3 separate regions of the Sus scrofa genome follow, and regions 2 and 3 are each linked to region 1. Evidence: chromatin contacts called from public HiChIP or PLAC-seq data. All regions are on one chromosome and are shown on one strand. Each heading gives the region's core, a stretch centred on a gene start, on an enhancer-like site or on the middle of the called end of the contact. The rest is flanking DNA. Distances are from core to core; before and after follow the strand shown.

Region 1 (4,625 bases), core at 1,388-3,887:
TTAAAAGCTCTACTTAAATCGTTATTGCACTATTTGAACAGCTGCTGCTCAGTGTACAAATATTTAGACAAGTTAAAAATTACTCATTTTCACTAAACATGAAAAAAGTCCACTGTGTTATATTTTCTTACCAAACCTCCTTGGGGAGAAAGGTAACAACCTTCTGCCTCTACCTGAGAGTGGAAAATATAAATTTTCCCCAAGAGAGCATCAGACTCAAGGGAGAAAACAACTAGGTTTTATATTTCCTAATTCCTCAATTATATCCACTTTCAATGTGTTCAAATGAAGTCTATTTTACAGCAACCTCTAGATCTTATTAAAAAACAAACAGAAAACACATGCAAACAGTACCTTTCAACATTTCCTAGAGTCCTCCCTCATATCAAACCAAACCATGAGGAGAGTTTTTAGACCAATTTTCTAGTCCTATCAAGAGTTAAAAAGGAGGACATCATGCTTTTATGCTTTACTTAAATCCCTAAAAAAACGGGCTTCAAAACTATTATCAAGTCGAAAAAAAAAAAATGAAAAATGTTCAGCCTCCTACTGTGACCCTATAACCAGAGCCCACCTGAATATATTTCCAATCTATTCTCCACCACTTGATAAATTAGGCTTAAGATTTAACTATCCTCTCTTAGGCTACACCATACATCTTAAATAAACCAAAAGAATGGATAACTTCGACCTTTACAAGAATCCTCTTGAACCCTAAAATGTTTTACATTACCTCACTTAAAAGATATTTCTAGAAACATTCCTCATGCTAACGGACAAAAAGTAACCTCATCTTTGTCAACAAGGTTTCGCACACCAGCGATTTCCTTGGTTTTGTTAATCCAAATAGAATTAACAATCTGAATTTATGTGTATCTGACAAAGGCTAACAATTTCAGTTGTGCAAATGGAACTGGTAATGCACATGGAAAGAGGAAGCACATGCTTCATTCAAGATACTCTTTATCAAGATTGAAAGCACAAATTACGTTTTCTGCAAATAAGAAATTCCTATTACTTTTCAAAGTAAATCATGAAAAACGGAGCCAAACTCTAAAACAAAAAGCTTTAAATTGACCAAATCCTGAGCATCCCAAATCACTGGATAATCAAAAATTGTATTCCGATTAACAGAAAACGGTCGTTTCTTCCATTAAAAAATGGGTCATAATACGGCATTAAGTTTTAAAATGGTAACGTACTTCATGTAACTCTTCCCACATTGGTTCCAAAAACTAGACTGGACTTTAAATTTTTTTTAAGTTCTCTCATCTGCAAAATCAAATTGGTGAATCTTGGGCATAAGCTAACCTCTATTTTTTTTCCAGAGGGAAATTACTGCACCAAGAACCTACCTACCTTCCCAATTTTCTCAAATTCGAGAAAAAACATACTAAAGTTTGGATTTAGAAAGCCCTAACGCCTCAAAAATGAGAAAAAAAAATCTACATGGAAATGAAGTGTGATGGAAAATAAGTGTTGCATGAATCACATCTAACGGAGATTTCTAAACAAGAGAAGACGCTGACATCGAGCAAATTTCAAGTAGACAGATAGCTGAAGAATTTCCACAGGGAGAAGCACTTGTGGTCCTCTCAACGCAGTGGCCTTGGAGTAAGCCCCAGATTCCACGGCCACGGGTAATTTCCACCGTGAGACTTCTCAGAAGCATCCTTAGGAGGACACATCGGCTTCTCTGCCTTCAGGGGCTGGGAGGGAGGGGCGCCGAGCACCATCTTTCCTCTCTGGGAGCTGCAGCCTTATAGACACGCTTCAAACCTGAACTACTTCCAACTTCCACCGGGAGGGGGGAAGCAGGAGAGCGTGGTTTCCACCGCTTTCGTCTCGCACCAAAGCGCAGCTGCTGGGCGGCCGTGGCAGTGAGGGGAGAGGCGGCCGGCGCTGCATGCGTGTTTACGTGTCTCGGATGGGTGTGGGAAGGAAACAGAGAGGTTCTAATGAAAAGATGGAGGGGAGAGAGAGAGGGGTTGGGGAAGAGGGGAAGCACCACCTTTCTTTTCTCTGCTCTTCCTGGGGATCTGAAAACTCCTCCTAACAGGTCTTTCGGGCTCTTCGGGGCCTTTGGGCAGAGCGGCCGCGCCCGCCTCAGAGGAGTCCTGAGGCTGCTCGTGGCAGAGGCTCGGGGCGGCCTCAGCAGCCGCGCTCTCCTCAGGCCCGGTGCCGCCGCCGGGCTCCGCGATGCTGACGCCGCCGCCATTTTGTGGGGTGGACTCAAGCTCCGGAAGCGCCTGCTTCATCTCGTCGTCTCCGCCGCCGCCACCACTTTCCCAGCTCGCGTCCGTCGGCGGAGAGGCCTCCGCCTCCGCTGCAGTCGCCATCCCGCCGGCGTGAGGAGCTCCGGGAACCTTCTGTCGACAAGGTCGACGGGGGTGGGGGGAAGGGGCGGCGGGCCGGCCTCGCCGCCGAGCTGCTCTCAGCCCACCCACCCCCTTCCCCCCGTGGCCGCGGGCCGCAATCCCGGGCCAGCAGCCTCTCAGGGGCCCCGAAGCGGGCGCCCCAACCGTGCCGCCCAAACCCCGGAGCCGCTCCTCTCTCGGGCAGTTCTTTGGCCGGCCCCCGCCACTCAACGTGCTGGCGTCGGGGCCGGGAGGGGGCGGGGACATCGCGGAACCCTCAGCCAATGGGGGCGCGGCGCCCGCCTCCGCGGGTGCGGATGGACGGCGCCCAGGGGCGGAGCCTCAGGAAGCTCGAGCCCGCCAAAAGGGGCAACCGCAACGCCCAGAGAGTACCTCGACGCCCCGGCGCGCTGCGGGGTGGATGGGCCTCCCGGCTAGCTGAACGATCCCGGACAGTGCTTGGCCAGCGCCGCCGGCGAGGGCGAGGGCGAAGGAGGCGCGCAGAGCCAGGTCCTGGGGACGCAGGCTTCGCCTTTTTCTGGGCAAGATTACCCCGTTTCTCCGCGCAGGATTTACTTTGGCCAAAAGAGAATAGAGGCAATGGTTGTGGGACGATCCCGGCTTTGTGAAATATTTGCGTGCATATAAAGGCCTGGAGTAATGATAAGCAAGTGGGCTGCAGCGATAAGAGCCTGAAAGCCTCGGGGGGGCCTGCTTCACCTACCTGCCGTTCTACCGGATTTTGCATCTTTACAACAGATTACTCCCACCTGTCCCCCCCCCCTTTTATCTTACTAGGTTGTAACCTGTGGCACGCCTCCAGCAAGGGTCAATACCTCGGATCCTTTGATAAGACTTCCACAGCTGAATGTTAACAGGATTTGGTTCTGCAGAGCTTGAGGAAAGAAGTGCTGCTGGCTCTTAGATTTCGTGTTTCAGTTTTCTCATAGTGTATACTAAAAAATATAATCGTTTGCCGCCACGTTAAAAAAACACGCGGAAAAAAAAAAAAACCCACAGCAGGTGATCGCTTTCTCTTCACAGTCGAGTAAAAGACCTTTAAATAGCTTATGCTAATTGGGTTGAAACTACTATTTATTTGGTTTACAGTGAATACAGTATATCTTGGGTTCTTTCTACATGCTAATCACCCCACAAAGCAATTCACATATATTACGTATATTTAATCCTCACAACAACATATTAGGGAGATACTATCATGCACAACTTAAAATAAGTATTGCAATTAGGAGAATGGGATTAACAGATGCACAGTACTATGCATAAACAAGGATTTACCGCATAGCACATGGAACTACATTCAGTATCTGGTAATAACCTATAATGGAAAAGAATGGGAAGCTGTACACCTGAAACTAACACAATATTGTAAAAATAAAAAATAAATAAAAAGTGTTGCAAGAGTTGAACAAATTAACAAAATCATAATTTGAGGCCAGATCTATTTAACTCCAAATAAAGTACTTTCCCTCCATTCCTCTCTTTCTTTTTTTTGTCTTTTATCCTTTTAGGGCCACACCTGAGGCATATGGAGGTTCCCAGGCTAGGGGTCTAATTGGAACTACAGCTGCTGGCCTACACCACAGCCAGAGCAACACCAGATCTGAGCCACGTCTGCAACCTACACCACAGCTCATGGCAATGCCGGATCCTTAACCCACTGAGTGAGGCCAGAGATTGAACCTGCAACCTCATGGTTCCTAGTCAGATTTGTTTCTGCTGCACCACGACGGGAACTCCTATTTTATTATTTTTTCCTACTTCTTTTCTAAGAACAATCTTCACAACAGCTCTGCACCTTTAAGCATTTTATGGATGGTGAAATGAGGATTGATATTTTGCTCAGTCTCCAAGCAGAAGAATCAGGATTGGGGCCCAGACCACTATTCTCAAACTCCAGCTGTCTCCCAAGGCATTGGCTGACCAAGCCTATAATTATAATAAAACTCTATGCCTTGCCACGTGGCTGATACTTAAAGAGCATTCCCAAGGACAATAGCAGAGTTGGATTATAATGTCCTGTGATAAATATAATTGCTGTTTTAACAGTTAATATGGAAAAGCTAATCATGATTTGCTTAACCTATTCAAATCACCTCAGTAAATTATAGGAAAATAATTATAAAACAATATTTCCTTTTAGTAAATAGTTAATATAAAAACACATTTTAAAATACTGTATGATTCCCGTAGTGGCACAGTGGTTAGCAAATCCGACTAGGAACCATGAGGTTTCGGGCTCAATCC
Region 2 (4,625 bases), core at 879-3,378, 870 kb after region 1:
ACGAATAATTTCAAATCATAATTTCTATTCCCTGCACAAATGCACAAAATTAAATACTTTCCTTGTTCCATTTTCTTTCAATCATTATTTCTGGGGGTAAGGGGGAGAAATGCTCCCCTAATATAGTAAACATAGGAAAATGTTTATAGCATTATTCTACCTTTCTTCTCCCTCTGAAACTTGCAGCCATCACAAAAGACTAAGACAATGAAAAACAGCAATTTATTTACAATAAATCTTAAGTAAAATATTACATACTACATTTCAAATACAACGCACTACAACTCCACGAACAGAACAGGCTGGAAATTCATTTATCACAGTTCAAAGTTCTCCCACTGACTTCAGAGCCTTTTTTAAACTGTCAATTTTCAATTACTTTTAAAGCTTAAATAATATGCTTGCATTCCTAAAATAATTGTCATTTTCATAAATGAAGTCTGACAAACTATGAGAGAGTAAACATTTTGAATTAATCTTTGTGAGTGAATCATCAACATTTGTTTTATGGATTTTGAAGCAGGAATAAGAGGAAAGTGAAAAAAGAACCAAATGTGCATACCCTCAATCTTCAAATACCTTGAAATATTACGGAATTTTGCTTTGGAAAACTTTCAAGTAAAACCTCCCAACTTCTCTAGAAAACAATCTAATAAACCAACAGATTTCAATGTTACAAGTTAGAGGGGCGCCTTATAGCATTATTCAGGTGCAAAAAGCTTAGCGGTGATGTAGAGACTACTCATAGTACTATGGGGAAGACGTTGCTTACATCACTCGACTAACAAGTCCCTTCTCCCTCAGCAGAGCAAAAATCGGACCCTAAAAAGCAATTTTTAAAAAGCCCGTTTTCCCTAAGAATTTTTTAAAACACCTTCGTAATTACTCTTTAACAAGGCGACCCTAAAATTAAGCGTCATTATGTTCACTTACTGAAAATGTGTTAGCACTTTAAAAGAATTTAGTTTCTAATTTATTTTCCATTAAATCTTCACCAGCTGGACAAAAATTACGTGGTCTGAAAATCAAAGAGAGTAAACCAAAGAGCGTGGCTAAAAGAAACATTCATGATAAACTCAATTTTCAGGAACATTAATAGGAAAAAAACAAAAAACAAAAACAAAAACAAAAAAACGTGAAGCAGAATCCAGAGCGAAGCAAAGTTTAGCGAAGAGAGCGCAGAGGACTCCGGACTCTACTAAAACCTTGGGTGTTCGCTCGCCTGCCACTGTACTGGGGCTGGTCACTTCCTGCACCGGCCGGCTCCGGGCGACCGCTCGCTCACATACCAAAGGAGGGTGAAAAGTGTGTACACGGGGCAGAAAGAGGGAGGAGGAAGGCTAAACTGCTGCCCACACCCGGGGAAGAGCAGAATCAGATCGCATTCTCAGAATGGGCCGCGCCAATATCTTCCGGGCTCTGCGAGATTCGACAGTTCGCTAACCTCACATCTCCGCCCAATTCCGTCGGGCTTTCAGTAGGATCGAGAGAAAACTAAACCCAGGAGGAAACCTTGCCCGCGGCCCCTTTCCAGCCTCCCCGACAGATGGGGCGACCGCCCATCCTTCGCCCCATTGTTCCCCCTTAAGAATTCTTCCCGACCCCCACCCCTCCCCCACTACAGCAGACGGGGAGAAAAAAACAGGCCCCAAGGCCGCCCAGAGCGTAGAGACCCGGCCGCCCCACCGAGGCCTGGCCTCATCCCTCAGGCCCTAACTCACCCATCAAAATGCGCATCTGCTTCTTGCCGAAGAGGCGGGAGAAGAGGGAGGAGATGGTGAGGCCCATGGCGGTAATGGCACTTGCAATGGGCAGGAGCAGAAGGGGCTTGGGGCGTCCCCGGGCCTTCTCCTTTCACGCTCCTGGCAAAGTCAGAGGGCGAAGAGGAGCTAAGGCAGAAAGAGCGCGGCAGGGACAGCTCGCTAGCCGGCGTGTCGGACGAAGCCCCGGGACAGAAATTAGCGGGGCAAGGACCTGCTCGACGACTGGCGGGGCAGCTCCGGCTCTGGCGTTAAATCTTCGCCTGTGCCACGTCACGCGGCAGCCGCGGCGACTTCGGCAGCGGCCCGGCCCCTCCAACGCGGACAGAATCGCGTCACCGCCGCCCCATCCCCCTGCGCTTCCGGTGCTACCCGAACCACTGCGCCTGCGCACGAAAGGGATTGGCCGTCTTCGCTGACGTGCGCCTCTGGCCAGCGTCAGCCCCCGGACGTGGCTCCTGGATCTAGGCGAGGCCTGTGAGCCACTGTGTACTGGGCGACAAATACAATCCCACAATGCCTCGCTTCGTCACTTCCAATCAGACTCGAGGAGAGACGTTTCTGTTTAGAGAAATGCATCCTGGAAGTTGTATTCCTTGATTCCGGAAAGGCGAGCTGTGCATTGTGGGTTAGGTAGTAAGCCTCCGTTCTTTTCGCCCTTTGGGCGTCTTTTTCTACGCAACGCGCTAAAGATTTCCTGGTGCCACGGAGGTACATATTTCACCCACGGGACCAGACACTTGCCCTAATGGAGGAGTGAAGACAGGCCCAGTTTTCCCAGAAGATAAGTTGTTAAAAGCCTGCCGCCAGGTCCCACTGACGCTACCTAATCCTAATCCTATGTCTAGAGGAGAGCTCCGAGACTTTTTTGTAGACTATTGCAGCTTTTAAAGAGGAGCCAATTTGAAGGGCTTGCTTTTTTTTTTTTTAATCTTTCCTAGAACAAGCATGGAAGATTTATCCCTTATGTTGAGGAAGTGGAAAGACTCCTCAGTTCAAAAATATTTATGATCTTAGAAGTTCCCATTGTGGCTCAGCTGTAACGAGCTCAGGTAGTATCCATGAGGATGTAGGTTGGATCCCTGGCCTTGCTCAGTGGTCTGGCGTTGCCATGAGCTGCAGCGTTCGTTGCTGTGGCTGTGGCTGAGGCTCGCGGCTGCAGCTCCCATTTCCACCCCTAGCCTGGGAAGTTGCATATGCTGTGCGTGCAGCCCTCCAAATAAAAAAAAAGAAAAAAAAAAAAGATCTTAATGTTTTCCAAAGTAAGGTATACAATTTGCAAAAAAAGATGTATAAAAGAGCAACCTCCCCACCTCCTATGGGTTTCTTCTATACTGTTGGTGCCGTTTAGTATTAAGTCATGCTCCCTATCTTTTTTTTTATCATTATTATTATTATTTTGTAATTTTTTGGCTGGCCTAAGCAGGCATATGGAGTTACCAGGCCAGGGATCAGATCCCATTGTGCCACAGTGGGACCTCCTCACCAACCATTTAGATCTGGTTAGAGTTTAACTGCGTTGGAAAATACATTCTTGAGCTTCCAACTAGATAAATTACTCAGGCTTTAAAAAATCATAACCACTCTTCATAGTTAGGATTTCGCATTCAATATTACTGTTGACAACCCTCTTCCCTTTACCCCCTTGTGTGAAAACGGTAAACGGGCCAAACTCTAGTTTGTTTTTCTGTGTTGTTTGCAATGGACTTGGCACACCATGACTCTCAAATATGGTTGAATGATGGTGGGATAGATAAACAAACTGTAGTATCTCCATACTGTGCAGTATTCTCAGGAGTTTAGGATGATGTAGAACTGTAAATCTAATGAAAAGATCGCTAAGATACATTTACTGAAAAAGGCCAAATAATGACTAAGTACTGTAAGGAAAGGTAAAAATGTAGATTTTCCGTGTGTGTGTGTGTGTGTGTGTGTGTGTGTGTGTGTAAATGCAGAACAAGAGCTTTGAAGGAGAGTCTGTAATAATGATAGTGGTGTAACTGTCTAGCCTATGTGGAGGGAGGAGGGCACCTTCCCAGAGAGTGAGGGAACCTAGTTTGGAAGTGGTAGTCAAAAGACAGCTTTATTTTGGAGTTCCTGCTGTGGTGCAGTGGGTTAAGAATCTGACTGTAGCAGCTCAGGTCACTGCATAGTTCCACAGCTATGGCTCAGATTTAATCCTTGTCCCAAAAAATTCCATATGCCTCCTGTGCAGCTATTAAAAAAGAGGGAAAAAAAGGCTTTATCTATTTATCTAACTTTTAAAAATCTGTTTTATTGAGATATAATTGATATGCAATAAAATTCATGAATTTTAAGTGTACAGTTTTATGAATTTAACAAATGTACAGTGTAGGCAACACCATAATCATATTAGTCATTTCTATTACTGCAAAAAGTTCTCTCATACTGCTTTTTAGTCATCCTCTTCCTTCACTTCAAGCCCTTGGCCAACCACTAATGTGTTGTCTCTATAGATTTGCCCTTTCCAATATTTCTTGTAAATGGAATCATACAGTATGTAGTCTGTATTTCATGTGTGGCCTCTTTCCCCTAGTAAAATGCTTTTGAGATTCATCCATGTTATAGCATGTACCAATACTTTTTTCTTTTCATTGTCAAGTAATATTCCATTGCATGGATATACCACTTTTTTATCCTTTCCTCAATTGATGGCCCTTTTTGGGTTATTTGAAGTTTTGAGCTTTTATTAATAAAACTGTTCATACATTTGAGAACATGTGTGGGTGTGGCTATATTTATTTTTATAAGATGAATATATTTATACACTACTTATTTATTTATTTATTTATTTATTTATTTATTTATTTGTCTTTTTGCCATTTCTTGGGCTGCTCCCGCAGC
Region 3 (4,625 bases), core at 1,044-3,543, 530 kb after region 1:
TTTTCTATTATAGACCGCAGATCAGAATTTCAAGAAGTATCATGTAAAAACCTAACTATAAGAAGATCAAATATAATTTTATGAGACTAATAATTAACCATTTACAAGACTGTATGTCCTTTTGTTGTAAATTATATGTGTGAAATGTCTCAAAGAATTCTTTGGTGAATGTTGTTTAATCCTGCCTTGCCATCCATAAAATTAACCAGCTGGCCAAAGTTTTTACTATGCTACCCACACATGAGTCTCCAGTAAGCCTGGAGGCATTCTCTGAACAAGCCTCATTTCCTGTGTAAAAGGAACTGAGTTTGGTCAATTGTACAGAACTTAGGCTGATTAAAATTAAATTGGTTATCAAAGGAGACTGTAATTCCATAGCTTTAGGGAAGTTTTACAACAGGAAATATAATCATCTTTCCGGATGAGCAGAGTGAACAGTAGCATAAAGCTAGAGGATCCAAACAGAAAGCCTTTTAAGATCCTTTCTAGCTTTATAATTTGACTAAACTGCCTCTCCAACCAACTGTATGTCAATTTGTTTTTGTTTGTTGTGTTTTTTAACCAGCTGAGCCTGGCAAGAATTCCTTGCCACCAGATAATTTAAGGGCCTCCTGAGAAGCCTTTACAAAGATACAGCTTAGATGCATGGAACATACAAAGCAAGAAACCATTTAACTTTGTGATAATACCCCACCCAGATAATTCAGATACCTAAGAGAATTTTTTCATTGGAATTATTTGGTTTGGCCAAGCTAACTGGCCAAACCCCTTCAGTTATACCATATAACTACTCTTCTTTCTTACACTTTGTTTTCACTTGTCACTTATTCCTGATTCTTATCAACGGCAACTAGCTTTCTTCTCCTTCTTTTATAATCTAATCACAGTTCACCCAAGAATGTTTCTTACCTTCAAAGTCTTCCTTCTTTACAGTCAGGATGCATGCCACTGTGCTGAGGAGAAATGTCAAAGGGCAGAGTTGTGTTGCTGAGATCGGTACGATGCTGGGTATATCCAAGCAGCTGGGAACCAATAACACCGTGTAAGAACTGACAGCAAACCACTTTTCAGAAACTAATCATCTATTCTAGAGGGTGACTAGTGGATAAAAAAATGTAAAAGGAGAGTCCTTATTGAAAGCTTGTAACACTAAGGATAACTCTGTGAAACCATACTGCAAGACTTCCTGGTAAATATTTAAAACCCGATTTTATTTTTCTATCATGAGATTGTGGGACATTTTAGTTTAAAACTGCTTAACTTCCAATCTGGTTACTGTGTTTGGATTTGTTCGTTTATCTGGATTTGTTCTAATTTATTTGTGGAACCAGGTAACTAATCTTTATTCAATAGTTTTTATATTTCTTGAATGAAAATGGAATGGATTGGTGGGATGAATGGCTAGATATTTACAAGACACTAATGATTTTGCCATTCTCTCTGTATAATGATTTTTCTAAAAGAATCTGTATGGCTTCTTATAACCCTACAGAAGAACAAACAAGGCAGTGTGAGGTTGGGAAAAATGATAAAGAGGCAGATCTAATACAGATCAAGTTCTAGAGTGGAGCTTCACTTTTCTCTCCTTTAAAAAAATTAGAGGCTGAAGAAGCGATCTAAAGATTCTTCCAAAACTTTAACAGAAATGCGAATCAGTTATTAACATAATAAACCAGTGTACCTTGATTTTCAAGAGATGCCTTCATTTGTGATTAAAAAAGTAAATAAATAAAGTCTGAATTGCGGCGTGTCAGCCTCTCAAGGCCAGGTAAGAACCGATGAACTAGCAACAAAGGCGTGCTCTTAACTGAAAATACTGATACCCAAGTGCCCAGAAAAAAAATCTTTTCTACTGTCCAAGAATTACCGGGAAGTCAGGTTGACACAACTTCAGATCTCCCAGACATCTGAGTTAGCCAGCACCATTTTGTTGGAGAAGGGAGACTGGAAGCTTGGGGCAGGGTTTGTAAAATTATAATTTAAGGAAACTAAAGAAGGCGCCGGCAGTGAGGCCTCCTTCATGGTCTCTGATGAAAAATGGTGGGGGATACGTAAAACTGCCCTAGGTTCCCGACTGTGGTCCTCACTCTAGGTTCCTAGGGACGCACGGGGAAGACTGTCTACTACACTTCACACCCCTACGCGAGCAGCCAGGGTAGGTGCTCGAGGTGTGCAAGCTGCTCCGCTTTCGACCCCTCAGCGCCGCCTTTACCGCCTCCACCGACTCCACTGTCTCCTAGGCCCGTGATCTGCGCAGAGCTCAACGCGGGGGAGCCTCCCTCCAACCCCCCACGCTGACCGACATCGCCGCGAACCAATAAGCGAGTGGGGAGGTGGGGCAGGCAGTCCAAGGGGGCGGGATTTCCCTCACCGCCGCGAGGCCTCTGGGCGCCAGGCGAGGGCGGCAGAGCCAGCTAGAGAGGGCGGGTCGGGGTCAGCTGCTGAAGGCAGGCGGGCGTAGGGAGCTGTGGGCGGTCGCCGCGTCTCCTGCCGCCGCCCTCCCTCCCTCCCTCCCTCCGCCACGATGCCGGGGATCGACAAGCTGCCCATCGAAGAGACGCTGGAGGACAGCCCGCAGGTAAGGCGCGGGCAGCGGCGGGCGGCGAGGGAAGGAGCGGGGCCGGCCGACCCCAGGCCTGGCGTCTACGCGGCCGCAGGTGCCCGCCCTGGTCCAGGTGGGCGCCGTCCCCCAGTGTTCCCGCTGGTCGCGGGCCGCGCCCGGAGCCGCCGAGCCAGAGCCGTCCTCCCGAGGCCCGTCTCGGCCTGCGCCCCTAAGCCGAGAGCCGCGCGCGGGGTCTGGGACGTCCGCGGGCAGCGACTGAGCCGCCGTCGCCTTGGCTCGTGGGCCCGGCGGTCACGTACGCCCTCGGGGCTCCCTTGTATTTGACAGAAGGTGCTTTTTTGTCGCCGTCTTGTGAGGTGATAAATCTCAATACTGGTATTTTCCCCCGAAAACCTCCTCGGAGAAAATGCAGAAAAGACCCTGTAGACTTCATGGTTTCTGACCAAGCTAGGGGAGGAAATGGATAGTTTTTCTTGGGGAGATGCTGAAAGACTCTTGATTTGCCGGTGTGGAGAGGGCAAAGCCGGTCACGGGTCCCAGAGCCTCCCGTGGCCGTGTCTTGGCGGTGAGTGTAGCCGCTGTCACTCGGGCTGTGCACGCCGAGTGATGGACGGCGCCTTTGAGGCTCCACCACTGCTGCGCCCTCGTTGCAGACTTGGCCCTAATCAACTCATCAAAATAAAAGCCCTGTGTTTTGTGCTTTGGGGATGATGCTAGTGCGGTTGCTGTAGTTTAAAATAATCTAGGAAAACATAACCATTACTTAATGTTTTCGGTACTGAAGAATGAAATCAGCTATAGTAAAAACATGTTATGTTGGTGGGGCCTGTAACTTGCATTGAGAAACTTATCGCTAGGCCTGTCTCTTACACAGTAGGGGTTTAAGATGATGTTGCTGTTTGGCTACCACTTAGAATGAAGAAAATTTTCTGAAATGTTGTTCCCTTAGAACTGCAGTTGCACATATTTCTCGAGTCTTTGACAGTTTAATAGGACTCGAAAAGAAGGGGAGGAAGGGACTAGATCCCCCTTTTCCTGTATGATACGTCTGCCATGGATATTGTGCTAGTTTTGATTGCCAAGTTGAAGTTGGGTTCTGATTGTGGAATTGATTTGTTTTTTTCACAGCGAAAGTTATCTTCACAGACCAGTTGACTGCTGGTAATGTACTCTTATCCGCCTATGTTGACAGAGAGAAACCCACTTCTTGACTTCCAGAATAGATGGTTCAAATGCTTCATGATTTCTGTAGTATAAAGTTATAAGCTACATTTGTTTCAAATGTTTAGCAGAAATTTTATGGGATGTATTGGTCAGGTGCACTTTGTCATTTTATTTTATAAGACTCAACAGGTTGCCTTGCCTTTTTTCTCTTACCTGGCCTGGTTTTTATAGCTCATAAAGACTACAGACTACTCAGAATGGGTTGCACAGTGCCCTAGCCATGACTTAGGAGGGTGTAATCTCTTGACTCATCTAATTTCTTGAACTCTTCACACAATTAGTTTACAATTTGAGCATTAAGTGTTTTCCTTCTTTTATAAGCATGTGCCATATTGGTATTAGTTTTATGGTAATTTTTAATGAGATAGCCACATTGGTATTCTTTTAATTTTAGGAATAATAAATTTGAACTTAATATTTATTTGGGAAATTAATTGGGACGGCTGTGGTTTAGAAAGGGAAGCAATTCTTGGGGCAAAATAGAACACCCTGGATTCAGGATATAAGGGTTTTAGTCTTTACTGCCACTTAATACCTTCTGTTTTAGAGCAAGTCACTTAACTTCTCTGAACCGCAGCTGTTATATAGATAGTAAGTATTTTAATCCCTGTACCTGATTATAAAAATAATAGTTGTTTACTTCAGAAAAATTGGAAGGTACAGAGAAGTTACCTGTCATGTACCCAGCAGCAAACTGTTAACAGTTTGCTTTCTTTTTTCTAGTTTTTTTCTGTTACACATTTTAATGTGATTGAAATTATATTATGCATAACAATTTTTATTTGGCTTAACATTGTAGCTTAAGTGTCTTCATACATTATTACAAACTGAATAAAAA

Evidence for each region. HiChIP or PLAC-seq counts read pairs in DNA pulled down with a chosen protein or histone mark.
Region 2: a contact with region 1 is called in an H3K27ac HiChIP or PLAC-seq map of alveolar macrophages. The contact joins the promoter of ARF4 here to the promoter of FAM208A in region 1. A contact is called at or near these places in 1 of 5 promoter capture datasets (liver) and 1 of 2 datasets of contacts at active chromatin or transcription factors (alveolar macrophages).
Region 3: an H3K27ac HiChIP or PLAC-seq map of alveolar macrophages shows a contact between it and region 1. The contact joins the promoter of HESX1 here to the promoter of FAM208A in region 1. A contact is called at or near these places in 2 of 5 promoter capture datasets (fetal liver and liver), 7 of 47 Hi-C or Micro-C datasets (epiblast stem cells, heart right ventricle, liver and 2 more) and 2 of 2 datasets of contacts at active chromatin or transcription factors (alveolar macrophages and skeletal muscle).

Annotation. Positions count from the first base shown.
Region 1 is chr13:38,554,619-38,559,243 of Sscrofa11.1, forward strand. FAM208A (protein TASOR) reads right to left here and starts at 2,638. Exons shown (of 24, transcript XM_003358482.4): 1 at 2,012-2,638. The coding sequence starts at 2,624.
Region 2 is chr13:39,428,049-39,432,673 of Sscrofa11.1, forward strand. It overlaps ARF4 (ADP ribosylation factor 4), which reads right to left and starts at 2,129. Exons shown (of 6, transcript NM_001048072.2): 1 at 1,722-2,129. The coding sequence starts at 1,788.
Region 3 is chr13:39,086,633-39,091,257 of Sscrofa11.1, forward strand. HESX1 (homeobox expressed in ES cells 1) reads right to left here and starts at 2,294. Exons shown (of 6, transcript XM_021069007.1): 1 at 2,213-2,294; 2 at 910-1,022. APPL1 (adaptor protein, phosphotyrosine interaction, PH domain and leucine zipper containing 1) reads left to right here and starts at 2,525. Exons shown (of 22, transcript NM_001134966.1): 1 at 2,525-2,578. The coding sequence starts at 2,525.